3 separate regions of the Zea mays genome follow, and all the other regions are linked to region 1. The links are chromatin contacts, called in public Hi-C maps. All regions are on one chromosome and are shown on one strand. Each heading gives the region's core, a stretch centred on a gene start, on an enhancer-like site or on the middle of the called end of the contact. The rest is flanking DNA. Distances are from core to core; before and after follow the strand shown. Region 1 holds the start of LOC100272368. Region 2 holds the start of LOC103632922 (aspartyl protease family protein At5g10770). Region 3 holds the start of LOC100281751.

The links. A called contact is a pair of places that touch in the nucleus more often than the background predicts.
Region 2: a Hi-C map of leaf shows a contact between it and region 1, with 6 times the contacts expected there. The contact joins the promoter of LOC103632922 here to the promoter of LOC100272368 in region 1. A contact is called at or near these places in 2 of 25 Hi-C or Micro-C datasets (endosperm and leaf).
Region 3: a Hi-C map of ear shows a contact between it and region 1, with 4 times the contacts expected there. The contact joins the promoter of LOC100281751 here to the promoter of LOC100272368 in region 1. A contact is called at or near these places in 2 of 25 Hi-C or Micro-C datasets (ear and endosperm) and 1 of 3 datasets of contacts at active chromatin or transcription factors (leaf).

The regions. Positions count from the first base shown.
Region 1 is chr7:137,152,340-137,156,331 of Zm-B73-REFERENCE-NAM-5.0, forward strand. It overlaps LOC100272368, which reads left to right and starts at 1,927. Exons shown (of 3, transcript NM_001310034.1): 1 at 1,927-2,137; 2 at 2,298-2,720; 3 at 3,709-3,992. The coding sequence starts at 2,012.
Region 2 is chr7:136,783,152-136,787,143 of Zm-B73-REFERENCE-NAM-5.0, forward strand. LOC103632922 (aspartyl protease family protein At5g10770) reads left to right here and starts at 2,360. Exons shown (of 2, transcript XM_008654634.4): 1 at 2,360-2,661; 2 at 3,512-3,992. The coding sequence starts at 2,490.
Region 3 is chr7:137,408,686-137,412,677 of Zm-B73-REFERENCE-NAM-5.0, forward strand. It overlaps LOC100281751, which reads right to left and starts at 2,189. Exons shown (of 6, transcript NM_001154671.1): 1 at 1,549-2,189. The coding sequence starts at 1,947. LOC100192639 reads left to right here and starts at 2,345. Exons shown (of 12, transcript NM_001137853.1): 1 at 2,345-2,524; 2 at 2,646-2,707; 3 at 3,059-3,127; 4 at 3,269-3,350; 5 at 3,754-3,824. The coding sequence starts at 2,470.

The DNA of each region.
Region 1 (3,992 bases), core at 677-3,176:
CTTGCCATAACTGTGACTTCAAACCAAACATATGTCTAACTTGACCAAACTTGTCTAATTTTATACATGCCAAGATGTGATAAGGTAGCCAACAAACTAAATATCTACTACTTATTAAGACAGTAAGGGGTAGGCTGTCATTTCGTGTTCTGCCATTCCCATTCCCCCCTCCTCGCAAAGCCTATTCCCATACCCGGCTGCCATTCCCAGTTCATTCCCATTCCCACGTGCATCCCACGAAGCTCATTCCCATTCCCACGTGCATCTCACGCCTAGCTAATATTAAATTAAAAACAAAAATGTGACCCCAATGTGATTCGAACCCGTGACCCTTCAAGCAAATATGTTTGTAGCTACCAATACACTACATGTGTGTTTATGTCAATATCTATTATAGTAAAAATATCTACTACATCTCTCCCAAAGCGCACCTGCTACCCTTGCACAATGTGTAGTAGTAGATAATTATCAACGAGATTCCTGAATTATATTTTTGGATAGAGGGAGTAGTATTTAAATAAGAGTCTTGCATGCAATTTCTTTTGTTTGAATAACGTTTTCAACTTAAATTCCTTTTTTATATGTGTGACATTTATTCTCCGTAATATTTTTTTCCATAGATCAGACTTGTGAGTCATTTTCATAAACCAACGCCAAAGATGAATCCATGTTTTTTACTTGGAAATCCCGAACAAACACCACTAGCAGGAGGCGCTAGCGTTGGCGTCGCTCATCAATGACGAGAAGAAGTTTGGCGACTGCCAGTTCGACCTTTGGAAACAGTCATACGTGGCTGCATGCGCCGCTGTGTTCGGCAAGCTCCGGCGCAGACGCCGCTTGGACGCGGTCCAGAGCGGCTGCACCACGCTGTCCATCTTCAAACAGGGGGCCTCATGGTCGTCACCAACGTCGGCGACTCTCGAGTTGTTCTGGGCACTGCATCCGATGACGTAGCCGTCACGCCATCCAGCTCATCATTCACCTGAAGCTCAATATGCCACGTAAGTCGCTACTGATCGGCCATGAATTCTTGTGTGTTGGGACGACGGTCGTTGCTGACGTTGTGTGAGTATCCTCGAATAAGATGTATGTAGAGGAGTAGCACATCCGGTAGTGCAACGGCTAGATGTACTACCTCGCTGATGAGTCCGGGGTGCACTTCGTTTGGCAGCCCAGCCAAGAGTCATCGTTACTTGCCATGTCGTGCGCGTTCGACGACTATTATATCAAGGACTGTGGCGTCATCTTGGCGCCAGAGGTGACACAGAGGAGGACCGATAACAATGACCACTCGCCATCGTCGGGGTAGCTTTTGTGCCGGCCTGCCTTTAATTCTCTTCGCGAACACATACACTTGTTTTTTTGTTTAAGCAAGCGTGTATGGTGGTGCGTACCTGATGACTGACAATTTACGAGGGAATTTGTACGGGCAGGTGTGGCACGTGCTTTTCAATGATGAGACCATGCAAATCGTGACATATATCGAAGTCTGTATGATACTGATAGTTGCAATGTAGCAGTGAAACAGTTAAATTAAAATAATAAAATTTGTATATGACTAGGATTACAAATGAATTATGAAACATTTTTTATAACAATATAAGATACATTTTATATATAAGTTATCATATTATTATATGTTCCCGTTATAACGCACGGGCAATCACCTATAGCCCCTTTGATTCTCTAGTCTCGCGATCTCGCCGGCTTCTAGGCCCATGTCGAACCTTCCGGAAGCGCAAATGATACCCTCCACTCCTCCAGCAGCGAGGCCCATCCGCCCATGCCGAACCTCCCGGAAGCGCAAATGGCACTCCAGCACCAGCGAACGAGTCTGGGTCTATGTCGAACTTTCTAGAAGCGCGGCGCCAAATAAATACCCCACTACCTCAATCCTCGCTGCCCCTCTCGATTCGGAAAACCTCCAAGGCTCCAACCCTAGCCGCGATCCGACAACGCCTCCATCCCTAGCCGACTGCTGCAAGCTTCAGAGCTCAAGAGTCAGGGCGCCATGGCGACAGAGACGGAGACCTTCGCCTTTCAGGCTGAGATCAACCAGCTGCTCTCACTCATCATCAACACCTTCTATTCCAACAAGGAGATCTTCCTCCGGGAGCTCATTTCCAACTCTTCCGATGTAAGTCCGCCCCGTTAAGTCGAAGTCTGGGTGCATCTTAGTGTGTTAGTGTTTGGGCGGTAACTTGTGCTATGGTGTGATTACACACTGCGGTTAATACTGTTTCTGACGCTTGATTTTGCGCTCCTACTTGGTGCTGTTTTTTGTGCGACTTCTGCAGGCGTTGGACAAAATCAGGTTCGAGAGCCTCACTGACAAGAGCAAGCTCGATGCGCAGCCGGAGCTGTTCATCCACATTGTACCAGACAAGGCTTCGAACACGCTCTCCATCATCGACAGCGGCATCGGCATGACCAAGTCCGACCTTGTCAACAACCTCGGTACCATCGCCAGGTCCGGGACCAAGGAGTTCATGGAAGCCCTTGCTGCTGGCGCTGATGTGTCTATGATTGGGCAGTTCGGTGTCGGTTTCTACTCTGCCTACCTCGTCGCCGAGAGGGTCGTCGTGACCACCAAGCATAACGATGACGAGCAGTACGTGTGGGAATCCCAGGCGGGCGGGTCGTTCACTGTTACTCGTGACACGTCTGGGGAGCAGCTTGGCAGGGGTACTAAGATTACACTTTTCCTCAAGGAAGATCAGGTATGCAGGAAGCTGGATCAATCAAAGCTCGTTATTATGGTATCTGTTGCATTGCTTGATGTAATCTGTTCTAATTGCATAACCCAAGTATGCCTGTGTTTCATCTAGCTATCTTTTAACTATCCTGTACAACTGGTACTGATAGTACTTCAGGACTTCTGGTTACTGGGAATGCTTCTGTTTTCATACTAGATAGACTATATAGATTACTGTTGTGCCTGATGTTATCTACTAGTCCTAAGATGGTAAAATTTATGAAAAATATAGGCTTTTGGTGAAGTTGACTTATGGATGCGAGCACCACTTGCTTTGGTTCATCACGTTGACCCAAAATTTGCTAAAATTGAAAAATGTCATCACTATCTCATTAGTTAGCTGATCTGAAATAATCCATCCATGGGTAGAGCACTTACATCGGGTATTGTTTCTTATGGCTTATTACATGGCTTGTCTACATTTGATACATCATATGCACATTGGGGATGAAATCATTTTTGGGTACTTGTACTGAATTACTGATTAGGGGAAACAGTTCAACATGATCTTCTGCAAATTGTGATATTAATTAGAAGCCAACTTTCTTATCATGGAGATGTCCCTGCGAATTAGCACATGTGCATACCTAACACAGCATCCAAGTTTGTTCAACAACTGTGTTATTACTAGTTGGCCACTTGGTATTTTTTTTTGTTTTAAAATGAACGTGCAATTGAGTAAAGCAGGGATGTATATTTATTTTTATGCTTGCTTTGCTGTATCCATTATATTATATATACTGAATGTTCATTGGAGTGTCCTGTAAAGAAAATAAATTGGTTAATTATTTCTAGGGCTCTTAAGGTAACAGTACAAACTATTTGATGTTTTCTGTTGTCATCAATCACCTCATTGATTTTTCAGGACTGTGTTCATTTTCTGTGTAGTTATTTGCTTTTCTGTGAAAGCTGTTGGTGTTTCTTGTACTCACCTTTCAACTTCTCTCTTGCAGTTAGAATACCTTGAGGAGCGTCGCCTCAAGGATTTGGTCAAGAAGCACTCTGAGTTCATCAGCTACCCCATCTCCCTGTGGACCGAAAAGACAACGGAGAAGGAGATTTCTGATGATGAAGATGAGGAAGAGAAGAAAGACGCTGAGGAGGGAAAGGTTGAGGATGTTGACGAGGAGAAGGAAGAGAAAGAAAAAAAGAAAAAGAAGATCAAGGAGGTTTCTCACGAGTGGTCATTGATCAACAAGCAGAAGCCCATCTGGATGAGGAAGCCAGAAGAGATCAC
Region 2 (3,992 bases), core at 1,110-3,609, 370 kb before region 1:
ACTTGTGAAGAGGGATATGGCCACGCGAGTGCTTCAAACATTGGGTTAAATCTCCACAACCCTCCACCGATGATGGACGAAGAGAAGACCAAAGCCGTCAATGAACGACTTGAAAATCCTCTTCTATGTGATTGTGGAGTCCCATCTAGGGGTTCGTTAGAGTTTGAGTGTGGGTAACAAGAACAAAGTAAGTGCATTTGTTTCTCTTTAACTTATATGTTTGTTCAAAATTAATAATCTGACATTGTTCGCGACATGGATATTAGAATAATTCTACGAACCTAAGTTTCATTGGTCGGAGCCCAAACAAAAGGCAAAAGAGAAGGGGCATACCGTAGCCCCACCAGTACAATGTAAATATAGTGTTGAAGCCTACTATGACCTAGTTCTCTTCGAGCTTGGAATAGGCCGGTCATATAGTTGATTATGATGAGATTTGTTATACCTTTTAAAAAACTTTAAATTCAATATGTCGCTATGGCATAAGGCGTCAAACTCGGTGGCAAAATCTATGGTGCCAAATTCAGCATGATAGATTATAGTGTCGAGGTGATGCTACATCACTTCTACGATGATAAATCGGTAGAGGGATCTTGATATTGTGATATACGAAGATAAACCTTATAATCTCTGTGAGCTGATGTACATGGTTAAACCGGACTTTTTATTCTCTTAAATAAAATGTCTAAAAGTATTTTTTTTGTTAGGGCTACAATATATAAAAAAATCAACACGGAGCGCGCTTGTATGCCTCAATAAATGTTGGTCTACATTTGGGAATTACGAGATCTTATTTCTTCTCTCGCTTGCACGCAGTTCATCACAGGTTCACGCCCCTCCGTCCGTCGATCACAATTCACAACCCGATAAGGCAACGACGCAAGCGGAATGGAGCACTAGAACTCTAATCTTCTAAAAAAAAGGTATAGAACTCTAGAACATTCAGACGTCTTCGTTTGTTTCCTCTCAGAAAGTCGGGTCCGGCTCCGCGAACGAATCTAATCTTCTCGAGCTTACTGTGTTTGAAAGAAAAGAAAAACGTGAGAAAACACTGGCCGTCCATCCAGTGCTAGTCGCGTAGTAGGCGCGCTTTTGCCGGTTAGGTACAAGACGACGTAGAGGTAGAGCTGCTTTTCTAGCTCGATTTGTTTTGGGCAACCGCAAGCCTGATTGGGCCAGCTAGCTCATGCCACGGCAACCACGAGCAGGCGCTGCCTTTTTCCTCGCGCTGTCGTGCTCGTGCACGCATATCAGCGCATCCATGTCTGAAGGTACGCGTCGCGTCGAACAAAGCTTTCGAGTTCTAAACACCCCCGCGCCGCCGCTGACCATAATCCTATTGTTACATTCGTGTTTCATCCCGGTACCGGTACGCACGGCTGTCACATAGGTCACGGAGTCCCTACCTGCTGCTTGTCATGCAGCTGAGGAGCACTGGTGCGCTCGCGTGTCCGATTCAGCGTCCTGTTCCCAAAGGATGAAAGGAATGCGACTCCCTCCCTACCCTAGTTCGCGCGGCTCTGGCAGTCCCTACTAGTGCTTCTCTGTACTGTACCCCGGCTTGGATCAGCGTACGTACGTAACCGCTGCACTGATGACCCACGCACGGCACGATCGTGGCAGCGACGCGTCGAAGGAAGTCACGGCGCCATGATTACGGTCACCATCTCATGCGATGCGCCGTGGCTCACCGCGCACCTCGGCGCGGGTAGAGGCATCCGGCCTCGACGACGCCTTTTCCGACTAGGTGGTGGACCGTGGACGACATGAAAGCTACTGTACGTCCTCATCATCCGTGGGCAGCACGAGCACTCACTCGGACCCATTCGCCACCGGCCGCCGCGGTCGTCGCTGTCGACGGGGATACATAGGATCTCGACGGCTCCAAGGCGGAGTGCTGTCATTTTCTCTCCCCCCTACACCGAACGCGTCCCGGTCGGTCTAAGCGAATCGAGGAGGGAGGAAGAGTGAGTGATCAGGCCGGGCCGGGCCGGGGACGACGCGCCGTCTTCAGGTGCGTCGTGCGGGGTAAAAACGCGTCGTGCATAGTTGACGCGCGCGCCCGCGACGCCTGCCGGCCCGCTTTCAGACTCCTTCACTTCCGTAGAGGCGCGTCGCGTGCGCGCGGAGTGCGGACGACGACCCCGCCCGGCACTGGTTCCGCTTCCGCCGCCCTGCCATGTTTTCGTCTGGTCCGTCGCCTCCGTACGTCGCTCGGTGACTGCCTGGGTGAGGTCGCGCGGCCGTTGGGTTGGGTGGGCCCGTCCTTGCGCGCGTGTGCGTGTGGCGCACGGCCTAATTTTTGCGCACGGCCGTAGACTTTGATGCGGTGCGGCACGAAACACACTTGAGGTCGCGCGGCTGGGCAACAAGCAGTCAAGCGCTAGTATTATATATATAAGCAGCGTCCCGTCGTCTATCTCGGAGTCGACCGGAGTGATTAGCGAGCGATAGCAGGTGGCTAATAGAGAGCCCCAGTCCAGTCCCCCATGGCGTCCGTGACGCGGCGCGCTCTGTCCCGTGGCTGCTGCCTCGCGGCTGTGCTCGCGCTAGCAGTTGTCGCGTCAGTGGCGGCGGAGGACGAGACCACCAGCGGGCCGAGCTGGCACGTCGTCAGCGTCACCGCCATGCTGCCGAGCGCGGACTGCACGCCTGCGAGAGGTAGGCTTCTCGTCTGTCTGTTGCTATTTCTCCTCCTTGCACTGCTGATCTTTTTGGGTTTCGGTGCTATGGAAACTGCTACCGTGCTATGGTCGGCATTGCCATTATCACCCTTGAACCCAAAGGATGCACGGTTAGGTTAGCAGTGCGACGATGCGTGGATTGCAGGATACGGCTGATATGTCTAGACAACTATACTGTATTCTTTGATCACCATGGAGATACACAAACTATATAATATAAACAGAAGAGTGGAAGGTGTATTTTTGGGTTCTGGCCGGAGTTCCCAACGGTTGTACCAGGCAGTATCTTGAGTTTGGTACCTTTTTTTTTTGTCGTCTTCTCTTCGATCCAAGTGGACACGCTAGGTATAAATGTACTTCCGAATAGGAGAAGAAGTCTCTACACGGGATTCCTAGTATTTCCTAGACATTGGTCAACCAAGTACATATACGTACGCACGCTATAACGTAGATAAAGAAACTGTAAGTATGTGTAAATCCTATCGTTAGACACTCGGACCAGATAGCTTAGCTTTATGCCTAAGTCAACATTTTGACAAGCAAGTTGGTTATATTGCACACTTGCAGCACTAACTAATCCTGTTGCTGTTCGGTACACACCACACCACACGACACGACAGTTGCACAAAGGGAACTTTTTGATGTGACCATCCAACCAAAAAAGACCAAATTAAGAAGTGCTCCCAAAAGAATTGCAAACACAGAATTGTATCGTCGTCCGTTGTTAACTGAAAGAATGATTCGGTTGGTATTGCGCGGTTGCTGCTGTGATCTCTCTCTCTTGTCAAACTCAAACACTACAGCAATAACCGGTGTATATCATGCAGCGGCATCAAACTCGTCGGCCCTCAGTGTGGTGCACCGGCACGGCCCATGCTCGCCGCTGCTGGCACGGGGCGGCGAGCCGTCTCACGCGGAGATCCTAGACAGGGACCAGGACAGGGTCGACTCAATCCACCGCATGACCGCTGGCCCGTGGACGGCCGGCCAGTCCAGCGCCTCCAAGGGCGTGTCCCTGCCGGCGCACAGGGGCCTCCGCCTCGGCACGGCCAATTACATCGTCTCGGTTGGCCTCGGGACGCCCAGGAGGGACCTGTTGGTGGTGTTCGACACCGGCAGCGACCTCTCGTGGGTGCAGTGCAAGCCGTGCAACAACTGCTACAAGCAGCACGACCCGCTCTTCGACCCGTCGCAGTCGACGACCTACTCCGCCGTGCCCTGCGGCGCGCAGGAGTGCCTCGACTCGGGGACCTGCTCGTCGGGCAAGTGCCGGTACGAGGTCGTCTACGGCGACATGTCGCAGACGGA
Region 3 (3,992 bases), core at 939-3,438, 260 kb after region 1:
ACTTAGAATGCGCTGGTTATGGTTGGCAAAAACTGATCCAACTCGCCCTTGGACTTCTATTTCCATCCAAGTTCCTAAGAAAGTAAAAGATTTCTTCTCAATGGCTATGCAAACTGATATTGGTAATGGTGCTTCCACGCTTTTTTGGACAGATAGGTGGCTGTCGGGACATAGAATTGCAGATTTGACTCCACGGTTATTCAGAACTATTTCTAAGCAAAGGACTAATCGGAGAACAGTATTGGACGCCCTTTCCAATCACAGCTGGATTTCAGACATTCAGGGGGCCTTTCAGTGGGTGTTATCAACGAGTATCTCCTCTTGTGGGATTTATTAGATTTGGTTCAGCTAAGACCTCATGTTGAAGACAAGCATTTCTTTCGCCTTGCTGCCAATGGAAAATATTCTTCCAAGGAAGCTTATAGGGGTTTCTTTATTGGGTCAATTGAGTTTGAGCCTTTTCATATAATTTGGAAGACTTGGGCTCCTCCGAAATCTAAATTTTTCATGTGGTTGGTCGCTCACAAGAAGGTGTGGACAGCTGATAGGTTGCAAAGAAGAGGTATGGATCATCCGGAGAGATGTCCATTATGTGATCAGGATCAGGAAACCTTAAATCATATGCTGCTGGGCTGCGTTTTTGCTAGAGAATTTTGGTTCAAGCTGCTTCTTCTTGTAAATCTACAACACTTGGCCCATCAGTCCTGTGAAGAGGTTTTTATGGATTGGTGGCAAGACTTGATCACCAAGACTCCTGGGATTGCAAGAAATGGTCTTAATTCTCTTGTCATTCTTGGTGTTTGGACCCTTTGGAAACATCGCAATGGCTACGTTTTTGACAATAAGAGTCCTAGTGTTGCTGTTGCTATTAGAAGTGTTGGTTTGGAGATTGATCTTTGGGTTATGGCTGGTGCAAAGAAGCTGTCCTTGCTTACTGCCCCTATCCCAGGTCTACCTGTTAGCTAGATAGATGTAGTGCTGTTCTGGTAGCAGTGTTTTTGTCATGGATGGTTTCATTTATGCTTGTTATTGGCCGCCGTAGGTCGGCCTTATCTGTATCTTGGGGTCCTTTTGGACCTTTTACTTCTTCTTAATATATTTTCGCGCAGCTCTCTTGCGCTTTCGAGAAAAATAGAGTGTTTATATTAATCCCATTTTAAATATAGTAATAGGTGTGAATTAGCACCCACTTCTAAGATAATTGATTCTACTTCTGACATCTGACAGAAAATAGATATTCCAAAATTCAAGTGTCGCGCGATCAGTCTATACTTAATAGCATAAAAGATGCGTATATCTCCTACTCAGTATATTAAAAAAACGGGCAGTATCTTATGATTCAATTAACAGCCACCAATCAGCAAGCCACGCCTTGGGGAACATAACTGATGGAATATCGAATATCAACCAAACAGGACTGTTTTGCATCTAACCATGTTCCACCTAAAATAGCAATCATAGTTGGATTTTGATTGGATCGATGCATCATTGCTTAATTGCACGGTTGCACTAATATGACTGCACAGTATATGTTCCCCTCATTTATACCTGGACCGAAGCATTCCCGCTGTCGGATATGGTCACAATCCAGGCGTCATACGAGTAGTTCCACTCCATGGTGAGGTTCGCGCTGGCCAACGAGGCGGCCACGACAACACCCGCGTCCCCCACAGCGACGGTGGAGTTGGTGACGGCGAGGCCGTGGAGCACAATCCCGGATGCGGCCATGCGGACGGTGCCCACGAGGGGTATGCTCATGGTCCTCTCGATGTCCGGCACGTTCATGGGCGTGAGGGTCGCAACGGCATGGGATACGAGCAGGTCCTTGGCGAAGTCGAGGCCCGACTGCGAGATGATGGCGGAGATGTGTGACGACGCGACCGCGGGGGAGGAGGTAGTGAACAGCTGGAGGGTGACGAGAAGGGGGATGAGGAGAGGGGTGCCCATGGCGGTGAGGAGGTTAGCCACTAGCTTCAGGGAGATGGTGGCTGAAGTGGCCAAGTGGGAGTGGCGTAAGGGGGACGAAAGCAAGCGCTGCGGCGGCACGAGGTGTCGAGGTGTCGAGCTCGCGGCGGTGACGCCGAGCTCCCGGCGGCTTTGAATGGTCGCTTCTCCTGGGGGAGACGTGGAGTGGGGTTGGTTTCGACTTTCGACATTGCTGACGTGGCTGTGGCTAGGCCGCAGCCCGCAGCGGCATTTCTCGAGTCACAACTCACAAATACTACTACTCACCTCTTCACTGACACGTGGTCCCATTTCACAACTGGTTCACCCTGTTTGTTTGTGACACACGAAATTCTCAGGTCCCGGTCCCGGGTCCAGGCACCCTTCTCGCTCGGTTGCTCGGGAGCTTTCCCCTTCCTGTTCCTGAAGCTTCCGACATCCGACCGCCTCCTCCTCCTCGTTCTACTCGCCGCCCCTTCTAGAATCATCCAGAGGCGTGCCGGTGAAGCGCGAGAGCGGTGAGGCATGGCGATGCAGACGGGGGTCGCGACCTCCAAGGTCCTCATCCTCGTCGGTGCAGGTCCTCTTCTCATCACCGCCATCGACCTCTCGCCCCCATCAAATCTCTCTCGGATTTGATGCTATTTTCCCCAATCGGCTGTTGTTTCGACACCTTACGTGGTGAAATGGTGTCCTCGCAGGGATGACGGGCTCGATCCTGCTGCGGAATGGCCGCTTATCTGATGTGTTGGGAGAACTCCAGGTCGGTATACCCCCCACACCCAACCCCGAAAAAAATATGTTCATTTTGATTACACGCACTTTCATACGGTTTGGATAGTTGAGCGTTGTCAGATAGCTGATACCTGATATTTTTTGAATGACTTGGCGATGGGGTACTAGAAGCGTTGATTCTGTCTATATGTGGATGTGATTAACACCATGTGATAAAATTACATCAACGCCCAATTGGCACTCGGAAGTTTTGCGTACCATAACTTATGCTTCACTAGTTAGTGATTCCTGATACATATCATACAGATTTTGATGGTATGCTCTGAAACTTCCTAGTAAATGTTTATTTAAGGCAATGATGTACCTTTTGTGTTTCTAGGAGATTATGAAGGGTGTAAATCAAGGAACTTCTTCGGGTCCCTATGACATTGCACTTATTCAAGCTCAGGTATGCTCTTCCTCATATGGAATACATCTTACATCTCACTATCTCAGTGTCAGCATCTGCTTAGAAGTTTCTCTTGCTTCTTTCCATCTCGGTAAAATTATTCATTTCTACTTAACTTTGCATGCTCGTGCTTGATATTAGATTCGGAATTTAGCGCAAGAAGTCAGAGATTTGACATTGTCAAAGCCCATTACCATACTGAATGGCAAATCTGACTCGGGAGGTCTGTATCGTTTCACTGTGTACTCGTTCTGTTTGCATGATGCACTTAATGTGTACAAATTACCATTTCATGCAAATCTTTAGCTTCAGTTCAGATAGTTCTTCTATGGATGTTCGTGCTCACAGAAGATTAAATAAACAGTTCCTTAAGCCCCTGCAAGCTTATGTACACTTCTAAACCATCTACATCTGAAAGGAGATCACCCGCATAGTAGTTCTGCTAAAAACTCTTGAAATCATGTTCAGTGCTGAAGTTAGCAATGAGTGATAGATGATGCCCGATTATTATGGAATTGCATACATGTTGATTCTTAGCTTGTAGAGTTTACTATAAAGTGGGTAAATGCTATTGGTGTATTCGGGTTTTATATTATTTTACCAGTTATTTGCTTGTTCCTTCTCAGGCAGTTTATCATCCTACATACTGCCAGCAGCAGCAGTTGGAGCAATGGGTTATTGCTACATGTGGTGGAAGGTAAAATGCAAAATCTATGTCCTTGATTAGTTGATTGTGAATTTTCTTTATTCTCTACTCCTTTTGTCCACTAGTTGTCTGTGTTTTTTAGCTTCAAGTTAACATTTATTGAGTTAGTAAATGAATAAAAGAAAGTAAAAAAACATGCATATTTTTTTTAGTTTAGCT